2 separate regions of the Thunnus thynnus genome follow, and region 1 is linked to region 2. A link is a contact called in public Hi-C data. All regions are on one chromosome and are shown on one strand. Each heading gives the region's core, a stretch centred on a gene start, on an enhancer-like site or on the middle of the called end of the contact. The rest is flanking DNA. Distances are from core to core; before and after follow the strand shown. Region 1 holds the start of dhx58 (DEXH (Asp-Glu-X-His) box polypeptide 58). Region 2 holds the start of dnajc7 (DnaJ (Hsp40) homolog, subfamily C, member 7).

Region 1 (4,057 bases), core at 619-3,118, 170 kb before region 2:
ATTCTCTCACAATGCAATGCACAAATTACATGGAGGAGCCTCTCACAGCTGGACAAATTTAAAAATAATAGTGGATTGTGGCAGACATACTTTGAAAGATGGGCAGTGCTTTGTTGAGTAGCCCTGAAAACAAATTAATTAGCCGATTAGTTGATTGATGGAAAATTAATCGAAAACAGTTGCATTAATTGATCATTTAAGTTGTTTATCAATGCAAATACCAATTGAAATGTAATGATTGCTGCTTTTCTTTTTGATTCCATGGTATATATATTTTTGACTGTCAGGAAAAAGGCAAATATTGAGCATTATCTATAAGAAGGGTTTGGGTAACATTATTTTCTTAATTCTAAACACATAATTGATTTTGAAAATATGATTTCAGTCAAGGTCAGTCTTTCCACCAGTTTGAGGATGGCTAATGTCTCTAGTTATGATATAAATGCCAATTACTGTAACTGTAATACTGTTCATGACAATAAAGGTTTTTTTTTTAATAAACAATTCTTCAATGTGCGGGTGGTTCCTAAGCTGTAACTGACAGAGGTTATGAATCGTTGATTACCAACGGAAAAGTTCACAACCAGACAGGCATGGACTTGAGTCACTGACGTGGACTCAAAACAGAACTAGATCAGAACTGGGGGATTTCAGACTTGATGAAATAAAAAAGAAAAACTTAAAACACACATTTCACTTGTGACTTAACTTAAAATTTGATACCACCAGCAGAAAACTTGAGCAGGTCAAATGTTCAGACCCATGTTCAAGCTGTAAGCTGATTTTAGGTTTTTTTTTTTAATTTGTTGTGTGCAAATGTGTTTATCTAAGCTATTCACCACTGATTAAGCTTGCAAATGTATTTACACTAATTTTAGTGAAGTATTCAAAATATAGATTAAATTCTGTTGAAGAAAGCTTGATGCTCTTTTAACAACAAATTCCAGTCAGTGTGCTGCCACAACTGACTTTAGTAACTAAAATGAAAAACTACTTGTCCTGTCCTGTTTGTTTTTGAGGTTTTGGCAGTTGGTTGTAGGTTTTGCTTTCTTGACAAGGAAGAGCATCAGCTAGGGCCCAATCAGGGTGTACTGTATACAAAACATGACAATGTTTGTAGTGGCTTCTCCCTTTTGAATGCTTTCAATGAAACACCTTTATAATCAGACACATACAGTGTACAGAATGAGACAAATACATATATGATTTGATTACACATGGCTGGATCATAAAAGGTTTGTTAAATAACTATTTAATGTATCTGCAGTTTAGGTCCTGTCGCTGCATAATGAACAGTATCTGTTGTTCCATCAGATCCTCCCTCAGAAGGGCCACTCTGCACTCAGTTTTTACTTTTGTTTCTCTGTATTACACAGATGATCATAACAGGTTTTAAAAACCTGTTATGAATGTTGAGTGCTATCAGTATGGAATTTGTATGAATCTTGTTATGTGGTTAATTATGGTTAATATACTTAATAGACTTTTTCTACAGGTCCTTCATGTCACCTTGTGCATAGTTAGGCATCCCCTGAATATATATTATATGTATTATGTACTGTATTGTTTGTATGAAATTCAGCATATTGATTTCTTATACTTTTTCAGTGTCATGTGATTATACTTTTGTCCATCTTTTTATGTAGGGATAAGGGTATTTCATCAAATATGTGGAGGGAATATTGTGGAGGTGAGTACATCCACAGTGCATTGTAACCTAATGTGATGGGTTGACCAACATAGACCCTCACATAGAAAGCACCACCCATTGGTAGGCAGGTCTCTACATTACCTCTATCCCCCTTTTAAGACAGGCAAGGTTGGTGGGTGTGTAGTGTGGTGGCCACGAGAGTACAGTATTATTTTGAGTGAGGCCTATAAAAGTGTTTGTTAATTTAGATTATAGGATCTGTTGCCTGGCGCCAGTACCCGGATCAGTTTTATCCTCATCAACTGTTCATGAGGTAGGTCCTAGAATTTGTGATGGTCTCCACTTTCAACTATCCTTTAATTGTTATTATAATAAATAATCTGCAGTTGAAACTAATTTACCACTGTATTAGGTCACACTTTTTTCCTGTACTTTTCGCGCTTATAAAGTGAATAAATGAATATTTAGTCACAAACAGTATGTTTGAGTGTGGAACATCTTCACAAAACAATGACTTGCAAACAAAATCAAGAAGTTGCTGAACAGCTGGAGGGCAGAAACTCTTTAGATGACGTAAATTACTGTAAAAGCAACCACAAGCATTTCCAGCATTAACATTAACAAAGGGTTTTAGGTTTTGATTTCCTGAAGGAATGAAGAAACAAGTAGGGCCCAGTTAGGGTGTACGCAAAAACTAAGGACGTTTTCAACACTCAAAAAAGCACCTCAGCTGTAAGCCACACATAAGAGTACATAAATACATTAAGTACATAGGTTACCTATAAATTGGATATACTGTAGGTTTGACCATGACCACATTACAAAAGACCTCATCTATACCCATGTGTTCAAGCTTCCCTTGTCACTGGATAACGACAACTAGCTGTTGGTCCTCCAGAGCCTCCCTCAGTGGGACCCCTTTTTCAGAGGGCAAAGGGTTTACTTTCGTTTTCCTTTCTCGACTTCGCACAGCTGATCACAACCCAGTTTAAAACCCCTCCACCCACACTGTGTGCTGACAGTGGACAAGAAACAGCTCCAAAACCTGCACAGTTCACTATCACAGCTGACTGGTGAGTTCATAAATGCTGATTTTCTCTCTAACAGCTGTTTGATAAATAACAGGGAGTGGCTAATTTAGTCAGCATCTATCTCCCTCAGAATGCTTGTTGTTTTTCTCACGCTAACTCTCTACTGTGATCGATTGGGACTTTATGGTGTTAATGATTATAGTTTTGACATACTGATAGATGATCTACTGTCCAGTTCTTTTCCACAGTACGTGAATTCTGTGTAATTCTCATGTGTTGTCGAATAGGAGAAGAGTGCAGGATGGCAGATTTTGGACTTTACTCATACCAACGAGAAGTGGTTGAAAGGGCTCTTCGAAGAGAGAATATAATTATCTGGCTGCCGACAGGAGGAGGAAAGACTCGTGCTGCTGTGTATGTGGCGCAAAAACATCTGGAGACTACCTCACAGGCTAAGGTGGTGGTCCTGGTAAACAAGGTAAAATACAAACAAATGGACAAATACAGGCAAACACATTCAGAATGATCTTCATCATATTAATAAGAAAGAAAGAAATTCCCCACCAGTTTGCTTGAAGAAAGCCAAATATATGTGAAGGATAGACTGTTGTTACCATAGTATAAATGCATTGATGTATTCTATACTGCAGGTTCACCTAGTGGACCAACACTACACCAAAGAGTTCAAGCCTCACCTGGGCGATGAGTACACCCTGCAGCCAGTCAGTGGAGACAGTGAACAGAAGGACTTCTTTGGAAAAGTGGTGAAAAAGTCAGACGTGGTCATCTGCACTGCACAGATCTTATTTAATGCTCTGACTAACATGGAGGAAACCAAACATGTTGAGCTCTCAGGTCAGTAAAATGGAGCTTTAACAGCCTCGATTATGATATTTTTGATCAGATGAGATGTGGGATAGGTTTTCTAATTGCCTTCCTTAATAGAAAATAAGATCCACAAACAGAGATCCTTGATGCATTCATGGTTCCTTACAGACATTACTCTGCTGATTATTGATGAGTGTCACCACACTCACAAAGAGGGTGTCTACAACAAGATTATGAGATTCTACCTGGAGAAAAAGTTGAAAGGTGAACGAAAACTGCCACAGATCCTGGGTCTCACTGCATCGCCGGGGACGGGGGGTGCAAGGATTCTGAAAAACGCTGTGGAGCATGTACTGCAGGTGAGGGTTTACATAGTTGCTTTCACTGTATTTGTTACTAATATGAGCAGGTTTGTCAGATCTCCTTTGATCTTTCTCCCTCACAGATTTGTGCCAATCTGGACTCAGCCATAGTTTCAACCAAAAACTACGCTCCTGAGCTGAAGAAGAAGGTTCCCAGACCCATGAAGACATTTGACATTGTGGAA
Region 2 (3,728 bases), core at 409-2,908:
TTGGCTAGCGGTTGCAAGAAACTAGAAGTACATATCTCCCATTTTTCCTACTTTATGTAACAACCTTAATCGAGTTTTAGGGATGGTGCTGAATGTCTGAAGCCTAATGATATTCATGAGCGAGTTGATTATGTACTGCAATTAGATAGGCTGTAATTAAAATAACATATTTTGCTGGTTAAATTGCTTTCCAAAATAATTACTGATTGATAACAAATAATTAATGATTGAGATATTTCAAGGCTCCAGTCTGTCAGGAAGAATAACTGACAATTAAGCTGAACATTTTAAATATGTAATCCATTACACAGAGAATAACCAAACAGTAAAATCAACATTGACAACCAACGTTACAGGAAGTCGTTCCTGTCAACTGACATCAGTCTGTACAGTGACTCTCCTCTGTGACGGGAGAGGGGACAGTGATGACAGACTGCTCATTTACATATTACATTATCCATCACATCTGTTATATTTCAGATTCATATTTTAGTCATCTTTAAAGTACGGTCTGTATATACTGTTATCATATGTATGTACATTGTGTAAATTATTCAATTAGTACACTCAATTCCAACATCCATGGACAATCATGCACTTTACTGCCTTTGCAATATCCACCTGACTCACACTATGTACAGTTTACTTTAGCATATAACATTGAACAGTATATACTCACTAAATAGTATATTATAATTATGGTTCTATCTCTAGTCTCTATTTTATTTTTAATTATTCTATTTTTTTAAATATTTGAGTTAGTCTATTAAGTTATTGTATATAATTTAGCCTTTAATTGTATTTGTTTCTTTTACATACCTCATTGTTTTTGTATTTCGATTTATGTCAAGTGGCTGCTATCTATCTATCTATCTATCTATCTATCTATCTATCTATCAACCATCTACAGAACAACCAACGCACACAAACCTGTTATACTTTGCACATAGTTGCTCAGCTGTTGCCATGTCTCATACGTATTGATCTCTCAGCAAGAGGTCTAAAGGACTAATGACTGTAATATATGAAACACTGCGGTATTATTATGTCATTTACCTGCAACATGGTTGGCATACAGTAGTTGTTCCAAGACAGCCGTTTTACCAACTGCAGCCTGGCCACACACCACCACTTTACAGCTTTTGCCCATGACGATTCGTCACCCTCAGGTCAGAAAATCTGCTTATCGAAGAAAACACACAGATGAAAGATTAGTTAGTAACCTTGCTTTATTACAGTGTAAACGCATAGCTTTGTACTACGTTTGTGGTTTTGGCAGCTGTTACTGCGTTATATATGGCTGTACACATATCCTTACTAAAATGGCTTGCTAGCAAGCAAATAAAAATTATATGTTAGTCATACTATGATGTCATACTACAAGATAAAACGTTTGATGTCTGAGTATTCTTTACAAAATATAACACTTAGCTTAGCATTAGCTTACGGAGATATGTTACAGAACCACGATATCACAAACTAAGTCGCTAATGTTAGCTGAAACCGACTAACCCGAATAAAACGCGTGTGTTCAAAAACATATGCGCTGATATTTGGCAACCAGCGGCCAGATATGTTTTAGTTATGAGAATAATTTTTACTTGCAAGCTAACTGCTTACCTTACCCAACGGACTGTTTCCTGTTTACAGTGTACGTCACGACTGCAGTCTGTGGCCCCGCCCCCTCCCCATTCACGGCAAAATGGCGACGGAGCACAGTGATGCTGTGAACATGGACCCTGACATGGAGCTGCTCAGTGACGAAGAATTAGAAAGGTATGAGAAACTAACAGTGTGTTGTCAGCGGCCGAAATACACGTGTAACGAAGTGACTTATCGATATGTGTAGTCAAAAGTCCTTGTCATGTCTATTTTCTTGTCACACTGTGAAAGCTAACTAGCGACCCACCGCTGTTTAGCTAAATTTGGCCCCCGGGTAGCTTTTAGCTCGGCTGTCCTCCAGTAGCTAGCTCCTGTGCTGGATATCTGGGTTTCAGTCAAGTAAACTGTGTAAATCTGTAAGTCTGTAGTTAACTGATCTCACCGAGAGTACTGCTTTTATAATATTTCTATATTCACAGTCTGTTACAGATGACACCATTCACTAATTGTGTGGTCGTGATGTAACGTTAAAACGTGAAAGGTTTCCAAAAAAAGTAATGGCATTTGCCCCCAGCGTGGTGTCATATGTTCCTGGCTGTGCTCCCCCTTTAGCTACGTGATTTATCCCCTGCTGGTTTGGCTCTTTCTATGTTTAGCTAACGCTGGCCAGTGGGCTATCTGATGCACAATGCCATTCACAATCGTCGACATGCTCTGTTTACAGATGATATAAATGTGATGCTCAGCCTTACAGTTCAGAGATGAACGTCTACACGCCAAAAAGTTCAGTACTCTTTAATCTGTGATCAGACGACCATCACATACGATCATGCTGTCTCCTCAACTCCTCTCAGATTTGTCTTCTAAATTTGCATTATTTTTTTTTTATATATATATTTTTCTGCTCACTTTTACACAGGGAAGCGGAGGGCTTCAAAGAGCAAGGCAATGCTTTTTATATCAAGAAGGATTACGCAGAAGCATTCAATTATTACACCAAGGCCATAGGTAATTATTCTTAATATAATTATGATCAGTCCACTTGTTGTTATTTTAGGAGATGATGTTGATTTCTTGTATTGCACAGGGGACAAAAGACTGTGTCTGAATTTGACAGGATGTCAAAAACTTCTCTCTTTTTTTTAAAATACAGATATGTGTCCAAAGAATGCAAGTTACCATGGGAACCGGGCGGCCACACTAATGATGTTGTGCCGATACAGAGAGGCTTTAGAGGATTCCCAGCAAGCAGTACGACTAGATAACTCTTTCATGAAGGTAAGCTGTGGGGAAACAAGGTGTTACATAATATCAAAAGGGAAATATACTCTCGAATTGTGAAGTATTTTCTATCTGCGATATGTAGTGTTCTGGGCGTTGTTTTGTTTTGTTTTGCACACACTGTCACTCAGCCCTTCTCATTCACTAATGCTTCATCAAGGGATTTCCTACATTTACTAGAATGATGTGGACAAGCTCTATAGAGAGGGCACGGACATGTTGTACTGTACATGGTAGTAATATGATTAAATAACAAAGAAAAATGAACTTGCAAATTGGTATTGGATCACTGTTGAGCTTAATTTCACATATAATTAGTTATATACCAACCAAGTAAAAGCTCTGTTATAGATTTAAACTTGCTGAAATATACTTAAAAACTAAAAATTCAGCTTTTCTGCATGACATGGACTTTATTTTTATTACGTCAATGCCATTATACCTATTGGTTCTAGAAACAACAGACAAACCAGCTTTGTTGCAGAGATTTTGGACACAGCTAGAGACAGACTTATAACAGCATCTCTTTGGCACCTTGGATTTGAACCTCAAACATGTTTTAAACGACTGAGTGAGCGTAATTTACTACATTGCAGGGCTATGTTGTGGTTCAGCTTGCAGGAATGACTTGTTTAATGCATTTACACATTGTTGTGATAGTGGTTCCTTGTTACATAAGCTATAGCACACCCCTATAATTGTCCAGTGAATAATGATGCGTCGCAGCATGGTTATAAGCGTTATGATTTTACAATAGTTAATAAACAGTTGAGTCACATAACAAAGAAGTAAATTAGGGCTAGTCAGTCGTTAAGTTTGCTTTTAGCACATAGTGTCCAACTGAG

The links. A called contact is a pair of places that touch in the nucleus more often than the background predicts.
Region 1: a Hi-C map of heart shows a contact between it and region 2, with 7 times the contacts expected there. The contact joins the promoter of dhx58 here to the promoter of dnajc7 in region 2. A contact is called at or near these places in 2 of 3 Hi-C or Micro-C datasets (heart and muscle).

Annotation. Positions count from the first base shown.
Region 1 is chr17:8,611,863-8,615,919 of fThuThy2.1, reverse strand. dhx58 (DEXH (Asp-Glu-X-His) box polypeptide 58) reads left to right here and starts at 1,868. Exons shown (of 13, transcript XM_067615903.1): 1 at 1,868-1,964; 2 at 2,624-2,724; 3 at 2,970-3,160; 4 at 3,333-3,537; 5 at 3,679-3,869; 6 at 3,956-4,057. The coding sequence starts at 2,984. It overlaps LOC137201055 (ATP-dependent RNA helicase DHX58-like), which reads left to right. Exons shown (of 13, transcript XM_067615906.1): 13 at 1-494.
Region 2 is chr17:8,442,907-8,446,634 of fThuThy2.1, reverse strand. dnajc7 (DnaJ (Hsp40) homolog, subfamily C, member 7) reads left to right here and starts at 1,658. Exons shown (of 14, transcript XM_067615722.1): 1 at 1,658-1,776; 2 at 2,522-2,610; 3 at 2,756-2,880. The coding sequence starts at 1,703. nkiras2 (NFKB inhibitor interacting Ras-like 2) reads right to left here and starts at 1,723. Exons shown (of 4, transcript XM_067615723.1): 1 at 1,621-1,723; 2 at 1,057-1,179. The coding sequence starts at 1,150.